Linked DNA regions of Sus scrofa: region 1 is linked to region 2. Evidence: chromatin contacts called from public Hi-C data. All regions are on one chromosome and are shown on one strand. Each heading gives the region's core, a stretch centred on a gene start, on an enhancer-like site or on the middle of the called end of the contact. The rest is flanking DNA. Distances are from core to core; before and after follow the strand shown.

Region 1 (4,436 bases), core at 145-2,644, 210 kb before region 2:
AAAATCCATCTCTCTGTTAGACTGTGACCACCACCTCCTTCCAATCATTATTCTTTGCAACAGTGTCATTTTCTGAACCAAGATCAAATCTAATAAGAAAAAATTCTTTGTTTGCTGAGTAAAAATCGTCATGCAAGAAATTATAAACTCAAAAGACAATCTTATTGATGTCAAAAGATCGTTTCATCACACAGGGCTGTAGGGTAAGAATATGGGGCTTCACCAGCTGTTTCAGTGCAGGCAGCAGAGCCCATTCTGTGTTCCTGCTGTGAAAGTTGGTTCTCAGAACTTCCTGACACATCAAGGAGGACAGCATCTCAGATGATCTTTTCCTCCATCTCCTTCCTTTTTTTTTTTTTTTTTTTTTTTTTTTTTTGGCTTTTGCAGAACCGGTGCAACTCCAGAGAAATCAAAACGGCTAATCTCTAAGACTCTTCCAGCTCTGACATGCAATAGTTCTAGAACCCTCCTGAGCTTCCAAATTGGAGGGTCTGCTTCTTGTCGTTCTTTATCCTGCCATTTCCTAAAGTATGGTCCAGATTCTCTGTCCCATCCCAATCCATTAGAAAATGTTTTCCGTTTGTAAGGCAAACTTGGGCGGTAATAAATGACAAGTCTCTCGACTCAAATCTCCATCATCCAGGTTTTCTGGGATGAAATGCCTGGTGTGGATCCTATCATTCTGGTGAGTTCTTTGGTCATTGTTTCAGTCGCTTACGTAAAAGAAAGAAAGAAAGAAAGAAAGAGATGTGGAGTTCCCATGGTTGCAGCAGAAACGAATGTGACTAGTATCCATGAGGATACAGTTTCGATCCCTGGCCTCACTCGGTGGGTCAGAGATCCGGCGTTGCCATAAACTGTGGTGTAGGTCACAGGCGCGGCTCAGATGCCACATTGCTACGGCTGTGCTGTGGGCCAGCCTCTGCAGCTCCAATTTGACCCCTAGCCTGGGAACTTCCATATGCTGAGGGTACAGCCCTGAAAAAAGAAAAAAGAAAAAAAAAAAGTTAAGTTCTGTGATTATTCAAGAACTTGATTTAGTGATGTTTTAGATGAATGCGTCCCATTTTCTGGACACTTCGCTCAATGTCTTATATACCGTAGCCAGTCTAAACCTCCAAGGCCATACTTCAAATGCATCAGTAGCTGAGTCAAGATGCAAATATTCCTTCAATCTGGCTGAGACTACAGATCTCCCCTGTTAGAAAAAAGAAAAAAAAAAAAAAAAAAACGGGAGGGACTGTCATAAATAATTTTACTTAAGTGAACGCTGAAATTGGGCACCACATTTCCTGGCTCCTAGTAATCTGTTTGCAGCCAGATATGTCGAGTACGCACTGGCCAAAGCCTCGCCTTTTCAGAAATGGAAAGCAGGAAAAACAATACGATCTTCTTTTCAAGTGGCATGTTGGACCCATCCCCAAAGTTAAATATACCTAGACAGTCCTCAGTGCGGGAACCACAGCTGACCTTGGAAGAAAATGATGGTTATCGTGGCCCATGAGCTGGGAAAGGTGATAATGAACGAGCCATAGTCATGTATTTCTGGCACACACTTCGGACAGTACAAGGAGCTAATTGCATTGAAGTATTATCTTACAGTATGGTGACCCAATCATTTTGGAAGCTCACCAAAGTCTCCCTTTTTGGAAGAGAAACTCTATTTTTAGAAAAAAAAATGCATTCATGTTGCCCTCTAAAACTCCCCCCAAACTCTTTCCTGGATCAGGTCAAATCACATGGATTGTTCCCATAAATCTTCCTATCTGTACTGTCAAACACTGACGTGCGTGTCTGTGGCTCCCGGGCTGAACTCCCGAAAAAATGATGGATCCTGTTTTCCTTTTGCTCCTGGTAATCTTTGGTTTAGGGTAACTTGCAGCGCCACGTACCGTGGTTCTCACTCAGATTAAATGGAGGGAACATTCAGCCAGCTCATCTGGTGCCCATCCTGGGAAGCGTGCCAGCCCACAGTGCCACAAGGGGGGAGGAAGAACACAAGTGTCTCAAAGCAGGAAAGAGCAACAGGAAGAAACTAGTCCTAAAATGGCAGGCGAAGAGTGCTCTTTGCCTTGCCTTTATTATTATTTTATATTTTTATTTTTTTGTCCTTTTAGGGCCGCACCCACGGCATATTCCCAGGCTAGGGGTCCGATCGGAGCTACAGCTGCTGGTCTACACCACAGCCACAGCAACGCCAGATCCAAGCCGTGTCTGCGACCTACACCACAGCTCACGGCAACGCCAGATCCTTCACCCACTGAACGAGACCAGGGATTGAACCCGCAATCTCATGGTTCCTAGTCAGATTCATTTCCTCTGCACCATGACAGGAGCTCCCTGCTTTGCCTTTTTAAATCATGGACAGGTTGATACATAGGTTAAGGCTGCCCTACATACCTTTATTTGGGAGTCAAGCAGACTCTTAAAAAGTAAAAGGAGAACTGACAAAAGAATTAAGGTATTTTCTCCTACATACATATTTTTTCGAATGTGTCAGTGTAATTGATAGCGTACGATGCTCTTGGGCCATTTTTCATTCCGATGGAGATACAGGATGCTGGGATTAATCGGTCTCTTTCTGGAATTTGTGTCTTGGTCAAGTGCCTATAATTTCTATTGAAGACTTTTTTAAAGCTAGTATTTGCAGCGAAAATGTATTTATAACTTAAAGGTGCTATGTACATTAAAGCCAAACAGAACAACAGCAAATGGACAATTTCTCGGCTTTCAAGTGTGTACGTACCACACAGCAGAAATGGAGCATTTGTAATTATTTGTAAAAGGAGGGCAACTGGGACACGTATCTTTTGAAATATCAGAAATGACAACCAGAGACGTTGCTTCGAGTCTTAAAAAAATCCATCTGGGTTTTCAAGTTTTACTATCATGAAATCTAATTTGTACATCAGGAAACCGGGAGGGGAAAATGATGGATCTGTTCGTGAAAAAGTGGACAACGTCTCAGGGAAATATTCAGGATCTTCCAGATTCCAAAGGGAGCCTGAAGTTTTTTGACATGGCCTATGGGACCCAAGGCAGATCAAGAAACCAAAGCAAACTGTCCTCCTGCAGTTTTTGGCAGGATCAGAGCTGGGCTGCAAGGCAGCTGGCTGCCTCCCTTAGGACTTCTCACCCTCTTGCGGATCAATCACTCTTTTAGACGAGAAATGGGGATTTTATTTGTCCCAAAGCTGAGGACAGCAGGGGTCACAAATTTTAAATTGAAGGGTCTTATCCATCATCCCCCCACCGAGTCAACTTCATCCACTATTAACGTCACCAGGGAGTCAGCAGAAAGCAGGTCGTGCACCCTGCTGGAGCCTGGGAATGAAAAAGTTTTGGTGTTAGGTCCTCCCATTGCTTAAGAATTGGGAGAAAATAAAGCGTAGCATTTCAGGCATTCCAAAAACAAGCAGAATTTGAGAAGCAGAATATTAACAGCTAAGAAGCCAAGATCAAAGCATTAAAAGTTCAAGAGGATAAGCAGGGAAAATAAGCAGGCACTAGGCCCGGGGTGGTTGCTGAAGTGAAAAGGACTCCGTCCTGCTGAGGCCTTTCCCTTCAGAAGCTCCAAAGGCAGAAGCGGGGCCAGGCCGACCAAGTGCAAAAGCACTGGACGAAAGCACAAAAGAGCAGCCACCAGGAGCGGACAGGGCTCTAATTAAACCCGGGTGAGACATGACAAGACGGTCCACACAAGGTTGCAACGGAACGGGGGCCTGGCTCTGGAGCCCATCACGTGCCTGCTCTTGACTAGAGGGCCAGGAAGATACCTCCAGCTTAGGCATGGCTGTGAACGAGAGGGAATCCAAGAGCAGGGTGTCAAGGCAGGTATGAGAACCTGCTTCTGTCTGTCAGTGACACCAGAGAACACGGTCCTATCAGCCCTCAGTGTGAGAGAGAGAGAGAGTGTGTGTGTGTGTGTGTGTGTGTGTGTGAGTATGGGTGTGAGAGAGTGAGTGTGTGTGTGTCTGCATGTGCAGCAGTAAGCGTGTGTCCATGCAGAGTCACCATATTGACACCTGTGATCCTTTGCAGTCCCCAAATCTGAGAACAGTCCCCACAACCTCAGCTCTCCTCGTGCACACTTACTTAGGGTCATTTGCTATTTTAGAAATATACAGGAGTTCCTGATGTGGCACCATGGGATCAGCAGCGTCTCTGCAGCACCAAGAGAGCCCTGCACAGTGGGTTAAAAAAGGATCCAGCATTGCCACAGCTACAGGGTAGGTCGTAACTGTGGCTGGATCTGATCCCCAGCCAGAAAACTCCATATGCCGCAGGGCAGCCAGAAAGAAAGGGGTGGGGGAGGGAGAGAAAGAAGGAAGGAAGGAAGGAAGGAAGGAAGAAAGGAAGGAAGGAAGGGAGGAAATACATAATGCTTTTTGCTCACTTTCCCAGGAAATGCTTTCCGGATTGAGCCTCCTCTAGAA
Region 2 (4,823 bases), core at 1,084-3,583:
TCCCGTGGCCAGGAATCTCCATGCAGTGACCTTCAGCGCCCACTTCCCCTTGAGTGGATGCTCAAGGCGTAGGATTGCACCCCCAGTGCTGACTCAGTTTCCCTGATGGTCCACATCCCTCTTGCTAACTATCGCCCTGGTCATACAGAGAAGGAGGTGATCAAATCATTTATCATCCAAACCAGGGCCCTTCTGAGAGTGGAAGGGCTCTGGATGGGCTGCCCGAAAGTGTGTGTGAAGAAATGACTTTGAATATTGCCTAGGGCTTCTTAAATTTCTATGAGCATGAAAAACAGGGCCTGGGGACATTGAATAACTTGCCAAAGCAAGCTAGTGAAAGAGCTGGCTAGGAGGCTGGTGTCCCTGGAGGGTTCTGGGATAGAATGATCTTTAACTCTTAATGGACAGCACCACTCAAAGTCCATAAGGGTTGGGAAGGCAGGTGGAGGGACTGTGGGACAGGATATGGGCACAAGGTGCCAGGGGAAGGGACTGAGAAAGCAGAGCTTGGGTGTGCACATGGCACCCCAGCTCCCCCAACATGGCTTTGCCCTGTGTGACTCCTGCATCCAGCCCACACAAACCTTCTCATGCAACAGGGGTCCAGACCGGCAGTTCCTCGTTACAATCACCCTGTCGGGAAACTGCTGTCCAGAGAGGTTGTTACCTCCCCAGAGTCACACAGCTGATGAAAGGCAGCACCTAGACTAGAACTCAGGCTGCTGACCACCCCCACCCCCAGCCAGGGCTTCTGACCTGAACAGGGCCCACAAGGCATGGGACACTACCCACCGTAGGGGCAGTGCTGCCAGGACGGCTCTGGGGGCTTTGGCTTCCTGCTCAGGAAGTTGTTCAGGGTGGGGCCCCGACGGCCCAGAGGGTCATCAGGAGGCATGAACCTGGAGAACAAGCACAGGGGGGTGAATGCAAGACCCTCAGGAACGCACCACTGGCACGGAGCTGGGAGTAGGCAGGGCTGGGGAGGCATGGCCTTGGTCTGATCTCTCCGTCCAGAGCTCTTTCTCCCACCCGGGGGTTGTCACAGCGTGTTACAACAACACAACCCTTCCTCCACACAGAACCAGTACAGAGCACAGCATGGACAGACCCCAGGACAGCAGCCCCTGGGCCTCCTCCAAGTGTTCCTCCCGCTGAGGTTCAAGCGCCAGAATCACTTAGGAATGCCTTGCAAAATGCAGAACCTCAAGTTGGTCAGGAATCTGCATTTTAATAACTTCCAAGGTGATTTTTATCCACTAAAGCAGAAGCATCATTGCATTAGGGCTCCCCTGGGTCCTAGTCTGAAAGCCCCTCTAAGCTGCCTTCCAATGTCCTCAACAGAAAGCTAGAGACCCCTGGGGGCCACCAACAGCCTCTCTCGTCCCCTGAACGCCATTTCTCCTGCATTGCCCCACAGCTCTGGGCCTATCAGGTGGGGAATAAAAATTAACAGAGTTTGAAATACTGGTTGACGGGTCAGGGAGGAAGTGGGTCCCAGGTGCAGGCTGCACACAGGTGCGACCACACAGGCAGCCTCAGTGCAAGATCTGCCCCCTCTGCCAAACCGGGGAGGGGGATGGGATGGGGGCAGGGCCCTGGGTTTGGTCTCAGCATCCCCGGGCTGCCGGACCCCTGCCACGTCAGTCCCTGTCGCACCCAGCCTGGGCCAGCCCCTTTCCTTCTGCATTAAGTCTAAGGAGGAAGGGAATGTCCCGGGGCTCAAAGGGGAAAACAACATTCCTCAGAAGGAAAACCCTCGCGTTTAGCACAATCCACTTTTTTATATGAATACTTTTGTTCCCAGGAGGCACTTCCCTGTCACGCAAAGGTCCCACTAGAGGGGTTGTGGATTCTATTTGGGGGCCTGTTTTTATGGGCTGGTTTCCCCCTAAGAGTCGAGGGTCATGCTGGGGTCGCCCTTGCAGACCGCATCCACCAGGCCAGCCCCAAGCTGGGCCATCCCGGGTCCAGGGTAGCTTTCCGTGGCTCAGATCCCAGCTACACAGCCGGCTTCTCAGAGTTGGGCCCAGACCAAGAATCTGGGGAGCCACCCAGCGCAGTTATTAAAAGTTCCCAAAGGCTTCACCTCCTGCTCTTTCTCGGGCCTCACAGCTGGGAGCTGGGCCAAGAGGGCCCTATGGACGTGCCCAGGGCTTGCGGCGGGTGTCCTCGCCCTCAGGCAGGCGGCAGGCTCTGCCCTCTGGCAGCCGGGGACCTTCGAGCAGGCCCTGAGCAGAGGCCAAGTTGTCAAAAGCACTTGGCCTGGGCCCCAAGCTGTCGCCAGGCCAGAGGCAGCCATGATCCCACAGACCTCAGTAAGGATTTTCTGGATCCCATGCTGTCCAGATTTGCCAGATTCCTCCAGGCCTGAGCCAGAGAGAGGGAGTGCCAGCCCTGTGAGTGTGGAAGGGACTTGGGGGCTGCTGCAGGGTAGTCGCTGTAACCATCTGCCCTGGGGCTTAGGAGGGGACCTCTGCCTCTGTGGCCGTAGGCAGTGGGGGCAGCAGGACCTCCTGGAGGGACAGGTCCTGGCCTGGCCTGAGGGTAACTGCTACCACTATGGGCTAAACTGCTCTCTGGTCCTCGGGATCATCTCAGAGGTTAAGGGTGACTGAGCCAAGTGTTACAGGCTTCAAGTCCCCTCCCCAGAGCCCCAGAGCCTCTGGCCATGTCTCTGTAATGGCCATTCTGCCCAATGTGACCCGCCTGGGCTGCTCACTCCCTGCTAGAGAAGAAATGGCACCTGTTCCTCACCTGGCCACCATCTAACCTGTTCCCCATGCAAATAAGGTGTCCTGCCCAAGACCAATCAGAAGATCAAATTGGGTCTCCACTCAGGTCCCACTGTGGGGTATAAAGACTGTGCAGAGTAAGTCAGGCCCTGTTTTGTTTTCTTGTTTTTTGTGGGGTTTTTTTTGCTTTTGCTTTTTTCAGGGCTTCACCAGAGGCACATGGAAGTTCCCAGGCTAGGGGTCCAATTAGGGCTGCAGCTGCCGCAGCCACAGCAACGCCAGATCCGAACCACGTCTGCAACCTACACCACAGTTCATGGCAACGCTGGATCCTTACCCCACTGAGCAAGGCCAGGGATCAAACCCACAACCTCATGGTTCCTAGTCAGACTGGTTTCCACTGCACCAGGACAGGAATTCCCAGGCCCTCTTTTCTTAACCTGTGCGCACGTGAGTCCTCTCTCCCTCTCTGAAAATGTACTTTCACTTTAATAAATTTGTAAAACATCCACCGTTCCAATGCTTGGTTACGGTGAGACAGGGATGGAGGAAACTGTGCCGGTAACACCAAGGATGGTTGATTCAAGGTGACAAAAGTCCAGCCCAGAGAGGGGGGGCGTTTTTCCCCCACAGTCAGCCAGTAAATGGCAGAACCTCAGTTTGAAACATCTCCCGCGCTTTCAAAGCCCCAGCTCTTTCCACCACACACACTTGCCCCCCCCAGGGCTCCAGGGTCAGGAGGTGCAGGGGGCCTGATACAGAGGCCATGTGGCCTCTCTCTGCCCATCTTCCCTTCCCCAGAGCTGCCGCCTTTGACACTCACTCATCTACATCTTGTCACTGGCTGCCCATGATGCCCAGGCTGGCTGTGGCTGTGGCAGATAAAAGACACATGGTCCCTGCCCTCACAGAGTTGGGGACCTTGTCCCAAACCGCATTCCTAAAACCCAGTGAGAAAGCCCAGAACTGGAACAGAAATTGGAATGGGAGTGATGTCCAGCTCACCGTGCCCTCCCACCTTGTGCCATGCTGTGACCCACACTCACCTTGCCAGGCTCCTGGCCATTGCCCTCAGCGTGCCTGAGGATGTGTGCACTAGACCAGTGATCTCGCCCTCCTCACCTCAGCACTGCCTAGGGGCCCTCCCCCAGCCCTTGCTAAGGGGTCTGTGCCTTGTGACCCTGACATTGCCCTCCCCCCACTGCAGCTGGTGGCTCCAGGGTGGATCTGACCCGAGGAAACCCATCAGATTCTCTTGAAAATGTCAACCAAGCAGTATTAAGACAGGGTCGGCTGCAAGATCTTTACAACCTGTGACTAAGCCCCGCTGGGACCGGACTAGGTGGCCTGGCTTCTGTGCCACCCCCTTTCCCTGACCCCCGGCCCCCTCCCCTCAGTGCTAGCTTCCAGGACCCGGCGTGGGCGCCACCTACCGGTCGTTGACGAAGGAGAACATGAGCAGCCTCTGCTCGATGAACCACTTCCACTCGGGGTTCTCGCTTTGCAGGTCGCGGTAGTTGTCATTGGAGACGATGACCCCGTCCTGGTCGTAGGCCACCTTCACGATGTAGCGGTCGTCGTAGCAGACCACCCGCTTGCCGCTCACCTTGCGGGACGGCGTGTACACCAGCACCGCCTGCCTCTCCAGCTCCTCCAGCACGTGCTGCTCTGGGGACCACAGGGCAGGACCGCATGGAGAGCGCCTTCTCCAGTGGACTCCCCACCCCCAGAACCGTCCTAAGATCCGGGGCCGGGCAGCAGCTCAAGGCTCCTCTCTGATCCCCACCACATCCCCGGCCCCACCTCACACATCCCCCCCCACATCCCCGACCGCCTCACCCCAACCCCAACCCCCCAGGCCCAGGCGGTCAGATGAAGAGCAGGGAGGTCTCCAGAGGAATTTGCCAGCAGCCTAAGGTCAAGTGGGCTCTGCCTGTGTCATGACAGGAGTCCAGAGGATGGTACCCAGCCAGGGAGACACACTTTGGAAGGAAGAGTGCAGCCACAACTTCTGTCCTGAGGTTGGTTACCTTCCACGATGCCCCTAACACAGCAGACACAGAGGCCTTCCACTGGAGGAAGACACCCCCT

The links. Hi-C and Micro-C count contacts between places; a contact is called where the count stands out from the background.
Region 1: a Hi-C map of skeletal muscle shows a contact between it and region 2, with 4 times the contacts expected there. The contact joins two enhancer-like sites. A contact is called at or near these places in 1 of 47 Hi-C or Micro-C datasets (skeletal muscle) and 1 of 2 datasets of contacts at active chromatin or transcription factors (skeletal muscle).

The regions. Positions count from the first base shown.
Region 1 is chr1:16,701,654-16,706,089 of Sscrofa11.1, reverse strand. No RefSeq gene overlaps it. Among named protein-coding and RNA genes, the nearest start is that of TAB2, 92 kb to the right of the region's middle. Within about 2 kb of position 1,394, at least 3 of the 83 cell types and tissues checked have an H3K27ac peak or open chromatin away from gene starts, as enhancers often do. A contact at or near this core is called in skeletal muscle, where this site is marked.
Region 2 is chr1:16,492,106-16,496,928 of Sscrofa11.1, reverse strand. ZC3H12D (probable ribonuclease ZC3H12D) reads right to left here. Exons shown (of 6, transcript XM_003121158.4): 4 at 4,166-4,400; 5 at 793-899. Among named protein-coding and RNA genes, the nearest start is that of ZC3H12D, 31 kb to the right of the region's middle. Within about 2 kb of position 2,333, at least 32 of the 83 cell types and tissues checked have an H3K27ac peak or open chromatin away from gene starts, as enhancers often do. A contact at or near this core is called in skeletal muscle, where this site is marked.